Regions from separate parts of the Triticum aestivum genome. Here region 2 is linked to region 1. A link is a contact called in public Hi-C data. All regions are on one chromosome and are shown on one strand. The core of a region is the stretch at or near the end of the contact, and the rest is flanking DNA. Distances in the headings are between cores, read along the strand shown.

Evidence for each region. A called contact is a pair of places that touch in the nucleus more often than the background predicts.
Region 2: a Hi-C map of an unstated tissue shows a contact between it and region 1, with 9 times the contacts expected there. The contact joins the promoter of LOC123111024 here to the promoter of LOC123110998 in region 1. A contact is called at or near these places in 3 of 5 Hi-C or Micro-C datasets (leaf and an unstated tissue).

Annotation. Positions count from the first base shown.
Region 1 is chr1B:115,971,436-115,975,574 of IWGSC CS RefSeq v2.1, reverse strand. It overlaps LOC123110998 (transcription factor MYB61), which reads right to left and starts at 2,210. Exons shown (of 3, transcript XM_044531653.1): 1 at 1,747-2,210; 2 at 1,479-1,608; 3 at 1-1,364. The coding sequence starts at 1,879. The coding sequence ends at 332. LOC123111005 (a long non-coding RNA gene) reads left to right here. Exons shown (of 10, transcript XR_006454026.1): 5 at 2,477-2,543; 6 at 2,614-3,097; 7 at 3,578-3,727; 8 at 3,795-3,870; 9 at 3,958-4,139.
Region 2 is chr1B:116,837,878-116,842,016 of IWGSC CS RefSeq v2.1, reverse strand. It overlaps LOC123111024 (RNA-binding protein Y14A), which reads right to left and starts at 1,821. Exons shown (of 4, transcript XM_044531685.1): 1 at 1,430-1,821; 2 at 172-308. The coding sequence starts at 1,724.

The DNA of each region.
Region 1 (4,139 bases), core at 961-3,460:
CTATTTATTTGATAAACAGAGAGTGAACAAAAACTCAAGTATCCAAAAGTTGAGCTGTCGTGTACAGAAGAAAACAACAATTTTCAAGAGAAAGAAAGGGAGACTCCAGAATGTACTTTTCTGTGCAATTTGACGCCACTCCTGATGACAGAGCTGTCTTTTCCGTGGCACTGCATGATCTTTAGCCGAGGAAGGTTGTGGAGGGTTGATTCCTGTATCAACCCGCATATGTATCTATGCAAGCACCTCAGCATAGCCTGCTCACGAAATTGTGAGACAAGTCTGAACTTCTGCTGATCTTCTCTGTTCCATGTATGGCAGAACATAGCACCTAGATATGCTCAAAAGACAAGGGCATTCTTTGCAAGTCTTTATCATACATGTCTGATGCTGCTTGCAGCTGTTGCTGTGGCTGCTGATTCTGGAACCAAGAAGCACATATCCCTTCCATGTTGAACTGGCTCTCTGCTTTGATCACATCATCGTATAGTGATTGGCTCTGGTTCTGCATCGCTGTGGTTGCCTCTGCAAAGGTTCCATGAAGCAAGTCAGGCCACTTGAGTTCCTCCACTAACTGAACTCTGGTATCTTTTTCTTGCCCAACTCCGATATCTGTCCATGGGAATACACTGTTCTCCAGAATTGAGTTCGTGCTCTGTGGCTCGAACCCCATGCTGTTGCTTCCGCTGCTCCCGGTACTACCGCTGCTGCTAGGATTAACACCACCCCAGTAGAAAGGGGCACTGCCTATGCCAGTGCCCCCATGGCGGTGATTGTCTGGTGGGAGGTTCAGTCCCATCGGTGTCGAGAGGGCTGATGGTGAAACTGTTGGCATCACAGTGGAGATTGTGCTGCAGTTGAAATCATTCTGGTTAAACCAGAGTGAGTTCATGTTCATATTTGCACCATCTCCACTGCCACACTCATTGCTGTAGCCTAATTGCTGCTGGAAAGGAAAATACAGCGTTGGACCTGATGAACGGCAGCTTGATGGGCTCTCGTGACCAGCAGTAAGCTGGTCCAGGAACAACTCCTTTGCTGGCACCTTAGGTCGTGCCAAGCTTGGAGTTTCAGGGTGCTTCTTGTCATACACCGGCAGCAGCATTGACGATTGGGCTGTCTCGCTGAGGAGGTGACCGAAGTTCCCTTGAGCACCAGCGCTTGACGGGTTGACGTCACTGGAACCAGAGGTCCTCTCGGTGCTGATGGTGGGAGCTGCTCCACTGCGATCAGCCTCGGTGAGGGGCTTGTGGGTGTTGGGGTCAATGCCCTTCTGCCGCAGCTTCTTCTTGAGGGACGAGTTCCAGAGGTTCTTAATCTCATTGTCAGTCCTCCCAGGCATCTGTGCTGCAATTTGAGACCACCTTCTCATGGAAAAAAAAGAGGCGTATTAGTTGAATTATCAAGGTTTGCTCTGCAGTTACTAATGCTGAATTCTGTTTGGGTCCTCAGAGTGCAACTCTAGGCTTAAAATTCACCTGTTCCCAAGCACAGCATGGAGTTCAACGATGAGGTCTTCCTCGTCCTGAGCGAAGGCACCTCTCTTAAGGTCTGGCCTCAGGTAGTTTATCCACCTCAGCCTGCAGCTCTTGCCACACCTTTGGAGCCCTGCAGCAATTTACGAGGCAAATTAAGATAATTGGCCTGACTAAGAGAGGGAAGCCTTCTTAGGAGGAGAAGAAGGGGGGAAAGAATGGAAGTTTGTAACTGACAAGAGTGAAATGCAGAATATTAGTTTTTGCTCACCTGCAAGTTTAGGGACAGAGCTCCAGCAGCCATGGCCATGCTTGGTTATGTGGTTCATGAGCTTCTCATCCTCCTCAGGGGACCAGAGCCCCTTCCTCAGCTTCTGCTTGTAGCAGCACGAATGCCTCCCCATTTCAGTGCAATGCAGAGCCTGCGAGCTTGAAATTCGCAGACCCGACGAGGTTCGCGGAACTCACACAGCTTGCAATTGCTCACAGCAGAAGCCTCCTCTGGTAGCACGGAGCTTCTTCAGGAATCCATGGCTGAAGAAGGGGTGGGAAATGCAGAGGGGATAGTGACTTATATATGGAGAAATGGTTGCTGAGAGCAGAATTGAGCAAGAAGAGCAACAGTGTGTATGGTTGCAGATAGGAGATTTCAGTGGAAAGCAGGGAAAGGTTAGGGGGCACTCCTCTCCTTTTCTTTGCAGGACACCCCCCCTTTAGCACCTTCTTTTAAAGGTGGTGGTGGTGGAGGTGGTTGCGAGAGGGGAAGGGGGTGGGGGTTTAACCCTTCTTCTTCTTCTTCACTTTGGTTGCTTCCCGCTACGCGTGGGGGTACGTCTCGTCATCTCTCCTAAGAATCTATGTCTGGTGCCAAAACCGGTGGGGTAGCCGCCTTCACCGATATTTTAATGTCGCGGCCTTGTTTATGAAACTCTACATTCATCTGTTTCTTTGAGCACAAGCCAGTGAAAGTAAAACGGGTCCGTCTGCCTCTGCATTATCAGGAAAGGGACTGCTTGCTCCTGCTCCTCCCATGGCGAATGACCACGACCCCCCAGGGCAGCATTCAGTGTACACCACTCCTCCTCCTCCTGCTACTAGAAGCCTTGTCTTTTTATTTATGTTGCCTTCTTTTCTGCAGCTACTTCTACGTCACGAGTGTTCCATGCAGGGTAAAGCACACACACGGTTGGGGGAGGCGGCCATGTCCACCTTTCTTCTGCTGCTAATTAAAACTCATCTTTGTTAGCTGCTGCTGCTGCTGCTGTTCGTTCGTGCATGTGCACCTCGTTTTTCCCCCACCTGCAAGAAGATTTTATGTGTCAGACCCAAGAATTGTCCTCTATCTCCGTTGCTTTTCAGGTAAGTCACTGGATCACTTCTATGTGGGGGAAAAGCCATCGGCAATCAATCATCACAGTTGGGGTCCTGGGGAGAAAGAGGTGGCACCAGATGTTCGTATTCCAGGACAGAGGGCATCTCCCTTTTGTTTACCCGGAGCAGCAAGCTGCTAGCTAGCAATTTCCAATCAGAAATCTTTGCTTCTCCAATCCCGGACAGAGCACGTTGCCGCCGCTGAACCTGTCCGCGATCAGTGAAGAACCGGGCTTTCTATAATGACACAGGTACCAAGCATAATGATTTGCCTGCTGACTGTCGCTAGCCTCGTCAATGGATGATACGCCGATCATTGTGACAAGAGAAGAAAAAGAAAACTTTATTTTCTAATTTCCTGATACAAAATAGGTCCATAGGAGGGGGACAAATATTCGCGGCACAGTAGTATTCCCCAATGAGCCAGTCAATGCGCGTATTATTGTTCCCATCCTTGCATGTCCAATACAAAGGAGAGAGTTTAATCCATGGTTCCATGATTAGGATCGTAATGGCATCCTTGTGTGCCCATGTGATGGCCGATACTCGTCCCCATTAAACAAGACGCGGGGCGGGGACGAATCAAAAGGCATTGATGATTGGGCGTTTTATTTAGTCTGGTTTCCAGCTGATCGTCTTGTCCTTTGATTCCCCATGCAGCGGATCTCATCCGTTCTGGAGGCTTGCATTGTCTGTTCTGATAGACTCTTGTATGTGTATTGTTTATGCAGGTTTTTGGAGCAATTAGCACATCCCCGCTTGCTTCGTATCGCAACGATTAAAACCGACCGGTGCGTGTGCGTGCCCGTGGGGGTTAATGTCACCATCTGTTCTTCCTCCATGCAGGACTTGCAGTTGGGCCGAGATAAACCGACTTTTAGGTAACAACAACCTGCCTTTTGCTGGGCACTGCTCTAGATGTTCCATTCACTAATTTGTTGGCCTCAGCTTTTCTTCTCCAGCACCTTGAGGCAGGTGGAGAAAGCTCGCTCACTGGTACACTCCAGGCGACCATGCTGTCATGGTAAGGATGCAACTCTATGATATGACCTCTGCCATGACAATTGCGAAATTACGGCGTAATTCTGATCCTTCCGTCTGTATCTTACAGGTGCATGCATTATCTAGAAGGGGTGGAAGATAAGGGACGGCAGCGGCGTGGCGATTAGCAAGGCTGGCATTAGAAGATCACGGGGGTAGGGCGAGTTTGACGAATGAGCGGGAGGCATCTTTTCCGGGGTCCCCAACAGGACATAGGTCCACCCCCTCCCTTCCTACAGCACCACACAGGCA
Region 2 (4,139 bases), core at 572-3,071, 870 kb before region 1:
GAAAGGATGCAAGCAAACCCTGTTCTTATTCTATGGATGACAAACTATGATGCCTGTCTTACTCATAATTAAGGAATTGCCCGAGGATTTCACAAGTGCAAACTAGAAAACAAAACTAAACCGAATGGCATCTCCACAAAATTGAAGGACTAAAGGTGGTAGGAAGCATACCTTCACAAATCCAGTCCGGCGATCCAAATTCAAATGCAAGTTCTTGACCTGCCCATAATCCCCGAAAATATTATGGAGGTCCTCCTCCTGAGCTTCTTCATGAACTCCAGTAACCAGTACAATCCACCCTTCAATGGCTGTACACAAGGAAAAAGCATACAAGAAATTAACTCCATTAGTGACAATTCCTGCTAGGAAATACACATTGAAAAGGATTGTGTCCAGAAATGCAGTTGTACTTATTTAGCTACTAATAGTATTTTTTTGATTCAATGTTTTATACAAAGCAAGCTTTGGTATGAGCAGAAAATAGCAACGGGAGTATGTCATATGCAACATTTTGCTAATAGAACTCAACAGAAGTTGAGAGTAAACATATTCAAAGGTTTTGTGGATGTATGTCAATCAAGCACCATCAATTGCATTATCCCCGGTACCACACATCACTCCAATCAGAATAAGCGGGAATGCTGGCTGGAAAGACAGAGAAATAGAATAATGAGAATCATATGGTCTGCTTGGGAAGATCAGGGAAGAAAGCTCTAAGGTTTCCCTTCCTGCATTCAGAGCTTATCAATTCGTAGCAGCTTATTGGAGGAACTGAAGGTTTAGGTGACTATCAATTTAATTATGTAATGAAAAAATAATACAGAAGGCAACACCCTAAGTCATGCCCGTTCACATCACAAGAAGTAAGATAGCCACAGCTTCAATCAAAGAACAACCTCAGCAGTCAAGCTCATAAAAAAAAACTTCTTCGCAAACAAAAATTAATCATCCCAACAAACCAACTCACGGGCTGCAATTAAAAGTAACCCAAAGTCTCAAGCAGAAAACGAATCCTTTGGCGAACATCCAAAAAGAATTGTATTTATGCTCCACGCTGATCACTAACATGTAGGATGAAACGATTCAGAGATCTACACTAAAATCGTAGGTAAACAATCTTGGTAAACTATGAGCAAGCAGCAATTTCCAAACCCAAGGAAACAATCCGACCAAATCGCCCAAAGCATCCATCTGCACATCTACATTGCTCAAGAAAAAGGCCCATGGGCATCGGAAAAAACCTATCAAGACGGCATCTTTGCAGTGCCTTGACATTCAGATCTCGTTCCTCAAACAGCAAAACTAACACGATGAAGAAGAGAACATACTAGGTTACCAGACCTCCTACGCGAGCGTCAGACCACGCCGCCCTACCTGACTATCTTCTTATCGGGAAACACGGGAGGGAGGGACAGGGATGGAGACGTACAGCGCACGGGTCCAGGGCCGCCATCGGAGGCGAGGGCGTCGAAGCCAGAGCGGCCCGCGCCAGCTAACCGCGAGTCGCGGTGCGCGGACGAGGAGTTAGGGTCCTCGCGGAAGCCGCGCCCCTTGGTCTTACGCGGGGCATCGTCGTCGCCGCCGCCGCCCCCTGCGATGGTAGATCGGAGGCGGGGAGCGGGGGCGGGCGAGGGTTCGATGGCACCCTCCTCGTCCATGAGATCGTCGTCGTCGGAGTCGAAGTCGACTGCCTCCACGTCCGTGTTCATCGCCGCCGCCGCCATCGCTGCAGCCGCCGCCGGTGTTGGTTTTGGGTCTGGGTTCGGATCGGGAGGGGCGAGACCTACTGGGGTTTGGGCCTTCGGGGTTTGCACGTCGGGTTATCTTCTCTCTCTTTATTCAGAAACACCCTTGACATATATAGTACTGGAAACAATGCTAATCCCTACAAGAACACGGATTTGCTAGCAAAAGTAACTCTCTATTCCCTCCAAGTTTTCTTTAACATGGGATAATCGCATAGAGTGCAAATCTAGTGGAAACCGGACATTCAGCGAAAACCTGGAAACTTGATCTTGTATCATTGGATAAAAAATGTGCAATGCGAGAAGGAAGGATGTATAAATTGCAAACTGAATCCCGCAAGAATTCTCTACATCGATACGGAAACATCTTGAGGCTGAGTCGTCCCGTACCTTTCCACGATTCGATTTCCTTTCTCTTCCTTACCATGAGAATCTAGGGTTAGGAGACGAGCCTGCAAGCAGCGTGGGTGATTCCTCTCCAGTGATTGTCCCACCAATAGTAGCAGCCCTCCTTCGAGTGTTTCGTGTTGGGCCGACAGCCAGCGAGCGGTACGGATGATTCCTCTCTGGCGATTGTCCGGCCAACCGTGTCCGTACTCGACTGAGCGTTCCCCAGTGACGTCATACTGGATCTAGGTCCCCAAGTATGAGGATAGTTTTGTACCCTTCATATTTTCTACTTTGCCCCTTTCTCTTTTGTCACGTGGCTCATGTAGTTTTGTACCCTTCATATTTTCTACTTCGCCCCATTCTCTTTTGTCCCGTGGCTCATGTAGTGCTTCCCTCTTCTCTAGATTGGGCTAGATTTGCAAAGCAAATGAAGGAGGGGACAAAGTCGTGGCTCATTGGGTTGTCTCCTCCATGATCAACCCTTCCTTTGAAGGAAGAGTGCAAATCTAGTGGAAACCGGACATTCAGCGAAAACATGGGAACTTGATCTTGTACCATTGGATAAAAAATGTGCAATGCGAGAAGGTGATAACCTACAGGTATAGGGGATCGTTTGTAGTCTTTTTGATAAGTAAGAGTGTCGAACCCAACGAGGAGCTAAAGATAGAACAAATATTCCCTCAAGTTCTATCGACCACCGATACAACTCTACACACACTTAATGTCTGCTTTACCTAGAACAAGAGTAAAACTAGAAGTACTTTCCGAGAATAAAACTGTGAATAAATTGCAAGATAATAAAAGTAGTAGATAGCTTTTTGTAACACGAGAGAATGGTTTGTCCCTAGGCAATCGATAACTAGACCGGTAATCATTATTGCTATTTTATATGAGGGAGAGGCATGAGCTAACATACTTTCCATACTAGGATCATATGCACTTATGATTGGAACTCTAGCCAGCATATGCAACTACCAAAGATCATTAAGGTAAAACCCAACCATAGCATTAAGTATCAAGTCCTCTTTATCTCATACGCAATAACCCCCTTACTCGGGTGTAAGCTTTTGTCACTCTAGCCACCCACCATAAGTGAATCATGAACGTATCACAACACCCTACAACGGGGATCCCTCACGCTTGCACGACACGGAGGGCACCATAGGACAGCACCGAAATAAAATATACCAAACCAATCATGATCATCAATCAAACCATAGGACAAAACAAATCTACTCAAACATCATAGGATAACCACACATCATTGGATAATAATATATAGTGTTGAGCACCATGTTTAAGCAGAGAATTACAGTGGGAATAGAGAGGTTACACTGCTACATAGAGGGGGAGAGAGTTGGTGTTGATGACAGCGAAGTTGTTCGTGTAGATCGCCCTCATGATGATTGCCCCGGCGGCATTCCAGCGCCATCGAGAGAGAGTGTAACGCCCTCGATGCGGCTATATCTCCCACGTGTCGAAGCACGACTTAGATGCATAACCGCATTGAAAGCAATGTCGCAAGTGAGGTAATCTTCACACAACCCATGTAATACATAAGGAAAAGAGATACATAGATGGCTTACAATCGCCACTTCACACAAATACATGAATAAAGCATTACAACAACCAAATACAATCAGGGCCCGACTACGAAGCCTAAATAAAAGAAGAACCCCAAATGCGACAAAGGTCCCCGATCGACCCCAACTGGGCTCCACTACTGATCAACTAGAACGAAACAACACAAAGGGCAAGATCTTCATCGAGCTCCTCCTTAAGCTTGGTTGCGTCATCTGCACGGACTCAACGGCACCTGCAAGCTGGTTTTGGAAGTATCTGTGAGCCACGGGGACTCAACAATCTCGCACCCGCGAGATCAAGACTATTTAAGCTTATAGGAAGGATGGAGTAATGAGGTGGAGCTGCAGCAAGCGACTAGCATATATGGTGGCTACAATCGCAAAAGAGAGCGAGAAGAGAAGGCAAAGCACGGTCGATAAA